5 separate regions of the Mus musculus genome follow, and regions 1, 2, 3 and 5 are each linked to region 4. The links are chromatin contacts, called in public ChIA-PET and promoter capture Hi-C maps. All regions are on one chromosome and are shown on one strand. The core of a region is the stretch at or near the end of the contact, and the rest is flanking DNA. Distances in the headings are between cores, read along the strand shown. Region 1 holds the start of Klrk1 (killer cell lectin-like receptor subfamily K, member 1). Region 2 holds the start of Clec2g (C-type lectin domain family 2, member g). Region 3 holds the start of Klrb1b (killer cell lectin-like receptor subfamily B member 1B). Region 4 holds the start of Cd69 (CD69 antigen). Region 5 holds the start of Clec2i (C-type lectin domain family 2, member i).

Region 1 (2,700 bases), core at 138-2,637, 350 kb after region 4:
AAATAAGTCTCTGACTTTGACCTTGTCTTTCTATGGATATACTTCCCATGAACATCCTTTTAAAGGGCAGCATGTGTTTCCTTTGCTTTTGTTACCTTATTATTAAGATGGTTATACTTTCTAACAGACATAAAAATGCTTATTCCTTGGAGAATTAGAGTTAGCAAAATAGTACGGAATTTTGAAATAAACCAGTTCATAATGTAAAATGAAATCTAACATCAAAGCGGACTTTATGCAATGGAAGGAAATAGAGGAAGATGGATATATAATTACACAATACACCTAGATGTAATATTGATAAGTAGAAGTAATTTAAATCTGTATTCAGATCTCTACAGTATAGAAGAGAAAAGCATCAATACAATAGCCTATGGACATGATAACAATGAAACAAAGCATGATGACCTTGGTATGAATAATGCCAACTCTGTACAAGAGTAAATACTAGTGTGCCAAATTCTTTGAGAGTTGGGAGCATATAAAGACCCGAATGGTATATTCCTAAGTCTTATAATAAATATGACAGTCTTGTCTTTGAACAAAGCAAGTTGGAAAAAAAAATTTTGGTTTTTTTTTTTCTTAAAATTTCCATTGTCAATTTGATCATTGTGTAAATGAAAAGATTTTATCAAATTTATTTTAGGCTTAAATATTGGCCTTAAACATTGTTTGCATATAATTCAATTATAAGACCCGAAGAGTACAGGTTATTATGTTTAGTGAAAATTTTGAATGCCAGAGATATTCAGCATAGTATCTATGAGCAATTCATAACACTTTTTAGAATAAGAGGCACTTTTAAGTTCTATATTCCATGAGTTGCATAGTCTAGGATTCTGCTAAGGTAAATTCAGAATGATTTATTTTTCTATTGGTATAAACAAAATGAAAATGCACAGAGACCATGGACTGCCCCGATTTAAAGATGGAAAGCTTGGAAAGTTTAATTAAAATTCAGCTCTTCTGATTCCAAGTGCTATGCCTTTTCATTATTCCAACCCATCCTATGTTATAAATGATTTCACAGTGGAGTAGGTAGATGATGAATTAAAGGGAAAAAGCTTTCCACAATCTCAAAAACTAAATTTTAAATGCATTATAAGTATAACAGGAAATGAACATAATGAGAAAAACAGTTAAGCGGTTTCCCATGTTTATCATTGCCTCGTAGAGATAGATGCTGGGTATATTAACACTACAGAGCAGTAGACATATACATTCATATGGACACAACATACCTGAGTGATGAGACTTTCGATCACGAATCAATGCCATTATGTGAGAATTATGAGAGATTTACTTCAGAAACTGATCCAGGTTGTAGTTTTTGTTATTTATTAACTAACATTTTTTAAGACAGTGTATCTCTCTGCAGCCATGGCTACCTCAGATTTACAGAGATAATCTGCCTCTGCTTCCTGAATGCTGAGATTAAAGATATGTGACACCACTTCCGAATCTGTCCTAATTTCTGTAATACACAAAAGACTCATATAGACAAGGTAAATTCTAACAGATTTTTTTTCTGCTGTCTCTATGGTGAGATGAAAATATTTGTTTTAGACAAGTATAATATAGAAAAGAATTTTCTTTAAATATGAAATAATGGAAATAACAGCTCATCCAAGACAGGGGGAATTTAATATTTTTATGGTAAAATAAAGACTCACTATTTCAAAATACAGTTTGAATAATTGATTAAAATCAATTAAGTATTTTTAATTTATTTACAATGAGATAGTTAATAAAAAATTTTGGCTTCCTGACATTGAACTTCAGCACATAAAATGTTTTGTTTGTAGTTTTTACTTGGTGATGGATTTTTTTGTAAGATAAATAAATGTCAGATACATAAGTTTCTGTTGTAGATTTTCTCATCTTTTAGTAAAACTTCTGTCTATCACCATCAATAAAATGTTACCATTTTCATCATGTTTTATTGTTACATTGAGTGGTGTAACATCTGCATTCAAATAATTTCATAGATGTGTATATTGCAACATTTCCATTGTCTAGAAGTGTTCCCATAGAGTAGCTGTTTAATATATAGTGCTCAGGTCTTTAAAATGGGCACTATTCATACATGAATATGATAACTGAATGAAATGCACACTACTTGTCTCTTCATGAATGTGAAGTTGTGTTAGCTCTGAAGTAAAACGACCCCTTCATAAGATTATTTCATTTGTGTGTTAATTCTCAGTCAAACGTCAGCCTTCTAATTCCCAAAATATACTTTGCTTAAGAGGTAGGGCCTATTATTTCAGCAACATAACTTCTTACTCTTCAGTAGGACTGCCCTGGTTATGGACACTGGATATAGTGATACAGAGTATATCAAACCTCAGACAAGCAAAGCACTATTTGCCTTCAGTATTTCTACTCAAACATGTAAGCTACAATTACCTGGCATGTAAATAGTTATAGAACTTTCCTGACTTGACATATAACTCCTATTTTATGGGAAAAAAAGCTGTTAGAAATATATGTATAAGTATGTAGACTCACAGACCTGAGCAGAGAAGGGAGATCCTGTTTCTTGTGAGTCAAAGCCTTCAACTCAACTAGAAAATGTGGGCCTTGTCCTCAGAAAAAAATTGGAACTGAAAGTGAAGATGTTTGAGTAATTTCATCTCCGAGGCCGTTGTGAAAGGGTCAGTTTCATCTTCTTGTAAAGAACCCCCACACAACCACAGC
Region 2 (2,700 bases), core at 103-2,602, 340 kb before region 4:
AATCGTACCAGAATTACAGTTATGAAGTAACAACAAAGTAATTTTATGGTCGAGAATCATCACAGTGTGCAGAACTGTATTAAAGTGTCACAGCATGGGCAAGGTTGAGAAACACTGGTCTAGAGGCATTCCTTGTGGTGATAAAAGTGGCAGTGGGCATTATCATTCTGTCTCCACACCAGTAGCAAAATGTTTCCATATGTAAACATGTAATATTAGACAGCCTGAGTCTGTAGTCCTGAGGCAGGATCTGGCTCCCGAACAAAGGATCTCTTATTCCCTGAGAGGCAAGAAGTGTGTTTAGCTCTGACTGTGATCCCCAACTCTCTCCTTTCTGACTCTGTCTCCTAGAGATTTTGTCTCTGGGCTTTTTAACACAGAGACTCCTCTGACCTTGCTCTGGGTGTCCCTGTAAATAATGCCCTCAAAACTCAGAGTTGTAACACCATAGGGCTCACCTACCCTGAGGATCACTGTCTGATGTGTGGTATTCAGGGCAGGAAAGAATTGGTAATATTTTCTTTTTGTTGTTTTTGTAGTTGTTTTGTGTGTGTGTGTTTGTGTGTTTTTTTGTTGTCATCTTTTATTTCCAAATTGATTCCCGCTGGACAGTAAAACTGGTCTCATCATCCAGCCCCTTTTGGCTTTGTTAAAATCTCTTTGTCTACAGCATTAGTTTCACTTCATTACAGTCTAAGGAAATGCCTTTCTTTTTTTTTTTTCCATTTTTTATTAGGTATTTAGCTCATTTACATTTCCGATGCTATACCAAAAGTCCCCCATACCCACCCACCCCCACTCCCCTACCCACCCACTCCCCCTTTTTGGCCCTGGCGTTCCCCTGTACTGGGGCATATAAAGTTTGCGTGTCCAATGGGCCTCTCTTTCCAGTGATGGCCGACTAGGCCATCTTTTGATACATATGCAGCTAGAGTCAAGAGCTCCGGGGTACTGGTTAGTTCATAATGTTGTTCCACCTATAGGGTTGCAGATCCCTTTAGCTCCTTGGGTAATTTCTCTAGCTCTTCCATTGGGAGCCCTGTGATCCATCCATTAGCTGACTGTGAGCATCCACTTCTGTGTTTGCTAGGCCCTGGCATAGTCTCACAAGAGACAGCTACATCTGGGTCCTTTCGATAAAATCTTGCTAGTGTATGCAATGGTGTCAGCGTTTGGATGCTGATTATGGGGTATGGATTTGGATCCAGGGATCCACCCTATAATAATAAATGCCTTTCTTACAATGAGTCAAACAAATTTGCACAGGAAGGAGGAGCTCGAGCTACCAGATTGGCCGGTTGGGTTGAGTTGATCAAATCCCATATATTTGTGCCTGTCAGCTTTCAAGTTTCAATCCTATAGTGGTAACTCAGCTTCTCAGCTCTGAGATGAACATTACAAGGGCTTCCCTACCTATGCTCAACACCACTTGCAGCTGCAGGAGGGAGAAGTGGGTACGTATTCAATACTATTTGAACCAAACTATAAGAGCAGAGAGGAGCTTCACCAGGGAAGGAAGGCAAAAGAGCTGAACCTTGAACAAAATAAGGACAGAAGGGCGTCTGTGAGCCCGTCACTGCGGGTCTGCAGAGCAGGAGAATGCAGTCGGGATTAGCTATGAGGTTGTTACATTAGTTATTCTATTGGAGTATACAATACTCGAATAGTTCTCAGGCAAGAGAAATGAACAGTGAGTCACCTTCTAAGAGCCAGAGCTGTAGCTACAGCTTTCGTTCTTTGTACTTATCTTGCTAGTCCACTCTTCTCAGAGATCTGGTAAATTACAGTCTGGTGGATTACACCAAATTGCTGTAGTAAAAGTTTGCTTTACATGTCCCTGAGTGAAGGAAACTCAGACAACAGCTTTGCAATGTGCATAGTGACAGAAGTTGCCTGGGAAGCTTGGAGCGTGTGTTTTGCAAATCCATTGTAATTAAAATTGAATTGTAAGGAGGTGGCATGGGGTGGGGGTGGGGGTGGGGGGGGGCTGAAACTTCCCTGGACCAATTCCTTCCCATTTTGAGTTCTTGATAAGTTACAGAAAAAGAATATAATGGGGTTTTCTACTTCAGCCTTCAGAAAGTAAGCAAAATTATGTTTCTTGTGTTTCAAACTGTATATGCTTCATTATATTGTGTTCCTTTATGTCTCTTTTTGTCATTTATTGAAGAATACTGGATTTTGAGAAAACAAGATTGATATTTATCAATATACAAAATTCACAGCAAATGTTAATGCTTATCACTTAAAGCAAGTATTCTGACTGAAACTATTATTATTATTACTGATAATGATGATGACGATTGATTGATTCTTCAGCATTTCCAATAATGTTAGGAAAATGACATCTCAAGAAGAGGAAATATGAAGCATTTAGTCAATAGAAACTGAGTTTAGGTAAAGAAGCAACAGGTTAAATCTTTGAAAGCTTGAACTTGCATATTGTTTTTGTGAGGTCATTAAGAAATCTGGCAGTCATGAGGGTGGTGGTGGTGCTTGCCTTTAATCCTAGCACTTGGGAGGCAGAGGCAGGCGGATTTTTCAGTTCGAGGCCAGCCTGGTCTACAAAGTGAGTTTCAGGACAGCCAGGACTATACAGAGAAACACTGTCTTGAGAAACCAAAAAAAAAAAAAAAAAAAAAAAAAATTCTGGCAGCCCTAGCTAGTTAACGAATTTATTAATGTGTAAGTATCATGGTG
Region 3 (2,836 bases), core at 36-2,535, 450 kb before region 4:
AGAATCTTGCTGGTTTTCTTATACCATTTTCAACAAGGTCTTTTCTCCACTTTTGTTAGGCATGATGGGAAAACAAAGACTTGCTTTTTCCCAACACAAAATAGCTGACACCATCACTCCCCGTGGAGTTATCTACCAGGCCCTCTTCCACTCTCCACTGACCCTTACGTAAACATTATAATGAAATTTATTTGGTGACTCTGAGACTTTCTCCTTGACTCAAACCTTTGACAATTTAATAGTTTCTAACAAGAACCACTAAAGTTGGAAGTCCACATGTTACAACACATAGAGAACATCATATTGGAAAACAACTGCCCTGTGTTCAGTTAGACAGCAGACTAGAATTTTGTTTTCATGATTATTTTATACACTCTCTACCTGAGTTTCTGTTCTCTTACATCTCAGCCATCCTTATGTCACATACTTCACCTCTTGGTAGACTTCCACATTTCTTTTGCTAGAATCATTAAATCCTCTGGTGGACAAGAGTGCTACTTTTGGCCAGCATTGAAAGATTAATTCCCAACTGGCTCAGGTAACTTGTGGTTCCTCCACTTATAGCTGTTATACTTTGCAAGAGAGAAAGAACCAGCTTTTTAACAAATTGAATAAATTTTAATATATAAAAATTACTGGCTTTTAATTTAATTCAGACCTTTCATTTTTACTATGACTTTCCCCACAACGAATGTCTTCCTTTTCAGGCGACAAAGACATTAACAATGACGTCTACACACTTCACTGTGAAGGGAGAGCTGGGGTTGCCACCAAGGTAGAACGGGATCGTAGTGTCCATGTTCTGTAGACGAATTTGGAATTAGCAATGGAATGCAGCAAGTATCTCTTAAACCACCCCTTGGCTCATGGGAGTAAAATATTCTTTCTTAGAATTCTTAGCAAAGGCAGAATAGGAGAAGTAATGTTCGGATTTCCTTCTGACTACACGAGTAAAAATGGACTCTATGGCATTTGTAGAACTGTGGTTTTCTGCAGGCAGGATAGCTATACTATTTAACTCTAACATATACCTGCTTGTCACCTTTAAATCAATGACTTACACCCATAAGTTTTGGAGGATAATCTTAACTCTGGAAGATAATTCAAATGCCAGAAGCAAGCTGCTTACCTGGGGAAAGAGATGGAGGTGAATCATGCTTAGGTTCTTGGATCCTGGCTAGGTTTAAATCTGCATAGACCAGTGTTGTTGAATCCATTGTAGATGGAGGGACTTGACACCGGCCTCGTGAACAGGGACAAACTTTGAGTCCTGTGAGGTGAAATGAGCCAAAAAGGAAGTCCGCTGGGTATGCTGTGCTGTGTGTGTCCACACCCGCCCACACTGGTGGCTGAGGGTTTCTCCATAGCTATTGACCTGGTGTCTGTCCTACTCTCAGGCTTCCTTTTCTTTTTTTCTTTAGACAAGAATGTGCCACATACAGAACGTACGGTTTGGTTTCTAACAAATTTCTGGAAAGGTCTTTCTTATGTTCTTATTCCTCTAACCATCCGTTATGAGTTATCCTCTCAGATCTCCAATGAGTGAAATATTTATCCTGAGTTCAAATTTACCTTTCCCTCAGCCCCCAGGGATTAAGATGTGTGACATTTTATTCTATGTTATGAAAATGTGGATTAGGACACAAATGTCCACGGTACTATCTGACGTGAGTTGAAGCTCTAACATCCTCCTGAAATTTGCATACTGTGAAGGGAGCTGTGGATTGTGGAGATGCTGCTGTGGTGAGAACCCATGGCAACACAACAGGAAAAGCAGCAGGTCCCACTCAGTGCTGTTCTGAGCTAAGGGCTCCATCATTCAGAGCTCAGGGAGTGGAGGACTTGGGTCTATGGGATGTGCTAACTCATCGAAGGATTTGTAGGCCTAGAGCCTTAGAGCAAGGACCACAAATGCCCCCATGTCGGGTATTGTCATATCACAAGTGAAAAAGAAGAAGAAAATCAAGGATTTCCTTAAAGCCACTTTCTGTGGTCAGAGTGGAGTTGAACAAGTATCGGGTACTGGCAGCAGTCTGCTGGCTGTGAGTTCTAGGAGACAGGGGATGTGTACAGACAACTTGGGGCTCACACTCATTTTTCCATGACCATAATGACTATGAAGTATGGGTAAGCCTGTGTTAGTATCTCACAGATCACTTAAGACACTGTGAAATGTCCTCAGCTGTCACTGATGACAGTCCCCTCACTCAATACTCATGCTATTGAAACCTAAGACTTCAACAAGTGTATGGGATTCTCCAGACTTGTCCATCCTGAGAGATCCTATGTATTTATTTTGCTCAGATTACTAAACCTAGCAGGCAACAGTACTAATTTCAACCAGTGCTGAAATGTTAGTGTATATATAAATTTCAAATACATCAGGACCTCAGGCTTTAGTATATATAAGAATCACCTGAAAGTTTGTTAATAATTCACTTCCTATACTTAACCCTCCTCTCTTCCCTAGATATCACGAGTATCTTCAGTGGGAAATGTGTGAATAACATTCCAAATATTTGAGGTGGCTCATGGATTATGCTTAAGCAAACAGCCTTCGGGTCAGTGAATAAGAGGATAGATTAGAAAGATCAATAGAGTACAGAGAAGTCTGAAGCTGAGATTAGATGAAAAATAAATCTTTGAGGATTGACGTTTAAGGTGGTTTTTAGGTTTACTTTATTATTGTATGTGTATTGGTGTTCTGTGGGTGTGAGCTGCCATGTTGCCATGTAAGGTGGGAATTGTCCCTCTGGAAGGACAGCTGGTGCTCTTGACTACTGAGCCATCTCTGCAAGCCCAACATTGAAATGTTGCATGTTCTGAAGCCTGACCA
Region 4 (2,848 bases), core at 266-2,765:
CCATCTCCAAGGGTCATGGCTAACCACAGTTCAACTTGTCACCTAGGCAACAAAACATCCCCCCCTAACAGCACACTCCTGAGGCCTGTGCATTAATGGAGAGCATGAAAACAGATCCACCTATTTACCAACTTTCAGTCACCCAAGGAGGAGCCTGTTGATTCCACTGCTGCTGTGTTGCTAAGGTCATGGCCGTGAGAACATAAGTTAAATATACAAAGGTAGATGGAGCTGACCCCAGGCCAGGTCAGGAATTTCTGCATTTGGTCTTTCCTTCATTCCACTATTTATTATAGTTTCATTATTATCTGCTTTTTAAAAAAAATTTAAGTGAGACATATAGGTATGGGTTGCTTAGGTATCTAAAAATGAATATTGTAGACTTTATATCTATGTTTTTGACTTCATGCTCTCAAAGAAGGGATGAGATTTTAAAGGTAACTGAGACTTTTAAAAAATTTTTTATTTTTAATTTTTTTACACAACAAGACAACTTGACAGAGAAACTCAGAAAATAATTCGTTCCTCACCAACTATCTTGGCGGTGTTGGTCATAGCAAATCCCTTTATTAACTGGATCGCTCGTGCTTTCAAATAACTCTCATTCCCAAGTGCTAAGTGCTGGAGGGCTCCTTACAACTCAGATAGAAACAGACAGAAGAGACAGAAATGTGAAGGGTGATCATGCTTTTGTAAAAAGGAAGAAAAATATATAGTCATAGAATTTGAAGTGATTCATTGGAGGAGAGAGACAGAACAAAATGTAAGGAGGAGATTCCATAGGTCTCTGCAGAAGATGACATTTTAATGACAGGGTTACATTCTAATGCATCACCATATGACACTGCACATGTTCAGGTGTGTGTAATGCTGTTTTCTCTGAGCCTGGAGACCCGAATGCTGCTAACCACTGGAGGATTCATGAGGAGAACACTAATGAGGGAATACACACAGAAAGCAGGCAAATGGATAAGGAAAGAGCAAGAACGTAACTCTTTGTGTGAAAAACAGAGTTCTTCATAAAGAAAAGGATAAAACTTACTGATGATGGTGGTTATGGGAAAACTATAGAGAATAACTAGGTCAAGCCAGGCAATTTATCATTTATCATTTAAATCCACGAGTTGAGATGTTACAAATCTATTCAAAGGAAAAGTCCTTTCAAGATCATCTGAAAGTCATATAGCTCTCTCTCATACAAGTATCTTGTCTTCTCATAGCTAGAGAGGTATTTACCTATGCCCAGTTTCTCTTTTACTGATTGAAACAGAACATAACCAAGTCCTCTGATAATCTCTCCATTCTCCGCTCTATTCCACACATCAAATGTAGAGATCATTCCAGAATGTAAGAAATCACATGACTTACCCTTCTGCCCTCTCTCCAGATGTGAAGAGCTATTTTCCGTTATAGAACAGTTTTCAGAATCCATCCTTTTTAATTTTTTTCCCCTCAAGGTCCCTGGCGACTCTCAAGTGGTCCACGGAGAGATGTAGCTGGAGCTGTCTTGTTCAGTGTCTTGATCTCGGAGGATTTCAGCCTTTATACTCGATTAGGCTCCACCCCTTCCTCCTACCCTGTACTCACTCAACTCAGCCAGTTCTCTTTAATTTATGCTCCAGCGGCCTAGACACTTCACCGTGTGTTGTTGTGGTGAGCTGCGGGTTTTCCCTGCTGTCTGAAATGTGCTTTCTCACAACTGTAGCTTCAAGAGGAAGAGATAAATGGGATTTTCCCAGAATCGAAGACATCCTTCCACAAACTTTTAAAAACACAAATAACTTAGGAAATGGTATAATCTAAACAAGGAGCTAAAAGTTTGAGATTGCTGTATTTGACATGGAAAAGCACTGGAAGAGAGAGTAAAACTTTTTCATGCAATCCTTTGCATTGGTTTCTTTGTATATGTAGGCAGGTACAGGCATTTATTGAATACCCATTATGTACCAGGTGCTGTTGGTGGCCAGAAGATGTACTGTTGAGTAGGGATTTTAAAATCTCTATCTTTGTGGCTCTCTCTCTCCCTCTCTCTCAATTGGACAAGTTTTATTTAGTTAATTATGGATTTAAAACGTGTGGCATTCACTTCTTTTTTCCCCAGAGACTAGTTCTTTCAAGTGTCAGGAGTTGCTTTAGTGCAGGAAACAGAAAGCTTGTGGTCTGAAACTTCCTCGGTGTGATCTAAAACTGTTTCTCTTCAGTTATCTATTTCATCATCCCTTGCTCATTTTCTTGTCATCCTCCACTGTCAAACTTACTTTGTCTCACTGCAGAATATCTCCTTCTATTTCCCCATGTCCTTTTCAGGTGTCTGTGGCCTCGGATATTTGGAAGATGATCCCTATACACATATCTTCCCATGATATCCATCTCATTCAGATAAGTTATTGAGCACCACATAAATGCAGAAAATGTCTGTTTTGGTAAGTCAAGTGTGAGGATCTTAAAAAATTACAAGCATGATTTCTTACATTCTGGAATGATCTCTACATTTGACATATGGAATAGAGCAGAGAATGGAGAGATTGTCAAAGGACCTGGAGTAAAGTTGTCTGGTTTGCCTTTGTGAAGATATAATGCTTAGGTTGCTTGGAAGGTACCGGCACAGACAACTGAGGTGAGCCAGCAGGTGGATTTGTCTGCTTGAGACACAGACAGGTACATGCTGGTCCTAATGTGCCTTTTTGTTCTCAGTATCTTTCCTGCACAGCAGCTGGGATGAGATTAAGTATGTCATATCATCTTGTTGAGAACATTCAGCTCACCAAAGGCTTCCTAATAAAGGTTCCTTAAAATCCAAAGACCTTACAGCCAAGAAGAACCTCTACATTGGCCTCTGGGCACTTCC
Region 5 (2,700 bases), core at 172-2,671, 390 kb before region 4:
TGCTCCATTATCCCACAAAGACACTTGCTCAACTATGTTCAAAATAGCCTTTTTTTATATAACAAAAGCTGGAAACAACCCAGACGTCCCCCAAGGGAAGAAGATGTGTTACATTTACACAATGAAATATTACTCAGCTATTAAAAACAAGGGCTTCATGAATTTTGCTGGCAAATGGATAGACCTAGAAAATATCATCTTGAGTGAGGTAACCCAGACCCAAAAGGACATACATGATCTGAACTCACTCATAAGTAGTTATTAGCCCAAAAGCTCAGAATACCCATGATACAAGTCACAGACCATATGAAGCTTAACAAGAAGGAGGCCAAAGTGTAGATGGTTCAATCTCACTTAGGAGGAGAAACAAAAAATCATGGGAGTCGGAGGGAGGAAGGGACCTGTGTGATAGAGGGGAGGGGGAGGGAAAAATGGGTGGGCAGGATCAGGTGTGGGAAGAGACAGGAGAGAAGTCCAGAGGGCTAGCTGTATCAACTAACTGCATGCCCCAGAGCTCCTAGGCACTAAACCGCTAATCAAAGTGTATCCACAGATGGGTCCATGGCTCCAGCTGCATGTGTAGTAGAGGACTAACTGCCTCATCCTGCTTCAGTGGGAGGGGAGGCACTTGGTCCAGTAGAGGCTTGACACCCCAGAGAAGGGGGATGTTCTAGGCTCTAGGCTTGAGGCAGGGGTAGGTAGGTGGGTGGGGGAAAGGAAGTGGGGAATGACATGAGGGGTTCATGGAAAGGAGGTGAGGAAGGCAACAACATTTGAAATGTAAATAAATAAAGTAATTAATAATAAAAAAGAAATGTTCTCAACAGTAAAGTTTTGGCGAGGCAAAGAGAAAGTAGACAGGCATAGTAGAGAAAGGTCAAGTACGCCTAGTGATCTTCTGCAGTGAATAGAGTTATATTTGACTGGTGTCCAATGGCACAGCTGAATGGTAGACTTCACACTTCTCATGTACAAAGCTCTGAGTTTGATCCCTGTCACCACACACAATAAAAGTGCCTTACACACACACACACACACACACACACACACACACACACACACACACACACAAGGCCGGGCAGTGGTGGTGCACACCATTAATCCCAGCACTGGGGAGGCAGAGACAGGCAGATTTCTGAGTTCAAGGCCAGCCTGGTCTACAGAGTGAGTTCCAGGATATCCAGGGCTACACAGAGAAACCCTGTTTCAAAAAAGTTACTTTTTGTACCTTGAAATCTAAAATATGTCTCAACTCTGTTTATTTCTTTTACAGTATAACATGCTCCCCCTCCCCCCACCCCGCCGCAGTTTTTCAGTTCCAGATCTAGGTAGGCACCCAATCTCTGGCAGCTTATCAAGTCAGCTGATGTGAAAATCCGCCCACAACTCACAAAATATAGAGGGAAGACAGAGGGGAAAAAGGGGCGGGCTCATTGCTTCAGCAAGAAGATAGTGGTGCAGAGCCTCCCATGCCAGATTGCTTGGAGACAGGAGAAAAACTGTACGTATTTAATGAAATGCTAACTAAACTAAAGTGGGGGAGGCTTCCTCAGGGGAGCTGGATCTTGCTCCTGTTAGCCTGCCATAGTGGGTCTCTATAGATCAGCTGAGGCTGGGGTGGGGTGGACGGTGGGAGCTCTGCTGTGGTCGGAAAGTACCGATGCCACTCTGTGCTTTCTGGTATGGCCAATGTTACTTAAATACGATTGGGAGGAGTGCAACCTTTTGAGTTTGTAAATCAAAGCAGGTGCCCAGATTCCTGGAGGATTGACTGGAGGACCTTGGGGGTGCTCTGGCCCACCCTGCCACCCAGCCCACACCTTAAGTGCCCCTCCTCCACACCTACCTACAACTTTCTTTTCAGGCTCCCACAGCACTCCCCCTTCCCCAAACCTCCAAGCTTTTGGAATTTCTCTCTTCCCAAGGACACGGGTATCAGGTAATACTCTTTCTGGCCTTAAATGACTCTTGTGGCATCAGGGAAGGATCAGTTTTTTTCCAGTAGGGTGGGGGTGGGAGATTTATCCCATCTACAAATCCATCTACAGTTTTAGTTCACTGGGTGCTGGGAATGAACCAAGTCCTCTCTCTGCAAGAGCAGCAAGCTCCCTTCCCTGTTGAGCCATGACTTTACCCCCACTTTAATACTTTTGTTTAGGAATAAAATATCAAATTTCTTGAAAAGCAGAGTTCACAATTGTTGTTAGATCAATGGCCTAGTGGCAGCCTGAGGATACCAGGCAAGCTCCTTCAGAGTGGACAGCCTAGCTGCTAAGATGATTGGAAATACTGTTCTGGGAGGTGGGGGACAGGTCGAGGAAGAGGGAGACCTAACCATGCCTCCCTTCAACCCTAGGGCCCTACTCCATGCCATCCTGTGCACACCTAAAGTACCCTCCTCCACGGCTATCCTGGTCCCTTAAACAGACCCTTAACCAGAGTGTAAAACAGGGTCTTCTTGAGGCAGAGTAGCAGGTATGATTGGCCTGCTGCCTTTGACTGTGAGCTATAGCCAGGTTCCACCAAGTCCCATACTCCTCACAGTAAGCCATAGCACCTGTTGTGTTGGGAAAACTTAGAAAAGTAAAGATTTCCTTTGTTCTTCAGACTTTTCTATGGGTTAAAAATGGCAGCCAGGTCCTCACAGCACAGGCCAAGGGACATAAAGCAACTGAATTTGGTGAAAGTTACTGTATCTGC

The links. Promoter capture Hi-C pulls out the DNA fragments that hold promoters and counts their contacts. ChIA-PET counts read pairs in DNA pulled down with a chosen protein or histone mark. Capture Hi-C pulls out chosen DNA fragments and counts their contacts.
Region 1: an RNA polymerase II ChIA-PET map of effector CD8 T cells shows a contact between it and region 4, with 7 read pairs. The contact joins the promoter of Klrk1 here to the promoter of Cd69 in region 4. A contact is called at or near these places in 2 of 115 datasets of contacts at active chromatin or transcription factors (effector CD8 T cells and memory CD8 T cells).
Region 2: a promoter capture Hi-C map of adipose tissue shows a contact between it and region 4, with 4 times the contacts expected there. The contact joins the promoter of Clec2g here to the promoter of Cd69 in region 4. A contact is called at or near these places in 7 of 39 promoter capture datasets (the 3T3-L1 cell line, embryonic stem cells, hippocampal neurons and 3 more), 1 of 115 datasets of contacts at active chromatin or transcription factors (pancreatic cancer cells) and 3 of 9 other capture datasets (adipose tissue, liver and macrophages).
Region 3: a promoter capture Hi-C map of neutrophils shows a contact between it and region 4. The contact joins the promoter of Klrb1b here to the promoter of Cd69 in region 4. A contact is called at or near these places in 19 of 39 promoter capture datasets (the 3T3-L1 cell line, 3T3-L1-derived adipocytes, the C10 cell line and 14 more), 2 of 484 Hi-C or Micro-C datasets (B cells and bone marrow-derived macrophages), 14 of 115 datasets of contacts at active chromatin or transcription factors (the 230-238 cell line, CD8 T cells, the SCID.adh cell line and 11 more) and 4 of 9 other capture datasets (adipose tissue, liver, macrophages and 1 more).
Region 5: an RNA polymerase II ChIA-PET map of memory CD8 T cells shows a contact between it and region 4, with 771 read pairs. The contact joins the promoter of Clec2i here to the promoter of Cd69 in region 4. A contact is called at or near these places in 14 of 39 promoter capture datasets (3T3-L1-derived adipocytes, the C10 cell line, the HPC-7 cell line and 11 more), 3 of 484 Hi-C or Micro-C datasets (B cells, bone marrow-derived macrophages and nephron progenitors), 9 of 115 datasets of contacts at active chromatin or transcription factors (the 230-238 cell line, CD8 T cells, DN3 thymocytes and 5 more) and 3 of 9 other capture datasets (adipose tissue, liver and macrophages).

The regions. Positions count from the first base shown.
Region 1 is chr6:129,621,296-129,623,995 of GRCm38.p6, forward strand. Klrk1 (killer cell lectin-like receptor subfamily K, member 1) reads right to left here and starts at 1,388. Exons shown (of 8, transcript NM_033078.4): 1 at 1,242-1,388. The coding sequence starts at 1,278.
Region 2 is chr6:128,933,029-128,935,728 of GRCm38.p6, forward strand. It overlaps Clec2g (C-type lectin domain family 2, member g), which reads left to right and starts at 1,353. Exons shown (of 7, transcript NM_027562.4): 1 at 1,353-1,454. The coding sequence starts at 1,389.
Region 3 is chr6:128,825,030-128,827,865 of GRCm38.p6, forward strand. It overlaps Klrb1b (killer cell lectin-like receptor subfamily B member 1B), which reads right to left and starts at 1,286. Exons shown (of 6, transcript NM_030599.4): 1 at 1,130-1,286. The coding sequence starts at 1,217.
Region 4 is chr6:129,273,854-129,276,701 of GRCm38.p6, forward strand. Cd69 (CD69 antigen) reads right to left here and starts at 1,516. Exons shown (of 5, transcript NM_001033122.4): 1 at 1,369-1,516. The coding sequence starts at 1,432.
Region 5 is chr6:128,886,166-128,888,865 of GRCm38.p6, forward strand. Clec2i (C-type lectin domain family 2, member i) reads left to right here and starts at 1,422. Exons shown (of 6, transcript NM_020257.2): 1 at 1,422-1,501. The coding sequence starts at 1,470. The region is part of intron 1 of BC035044 (cDNA sequence BC035044); the gene reads right to left.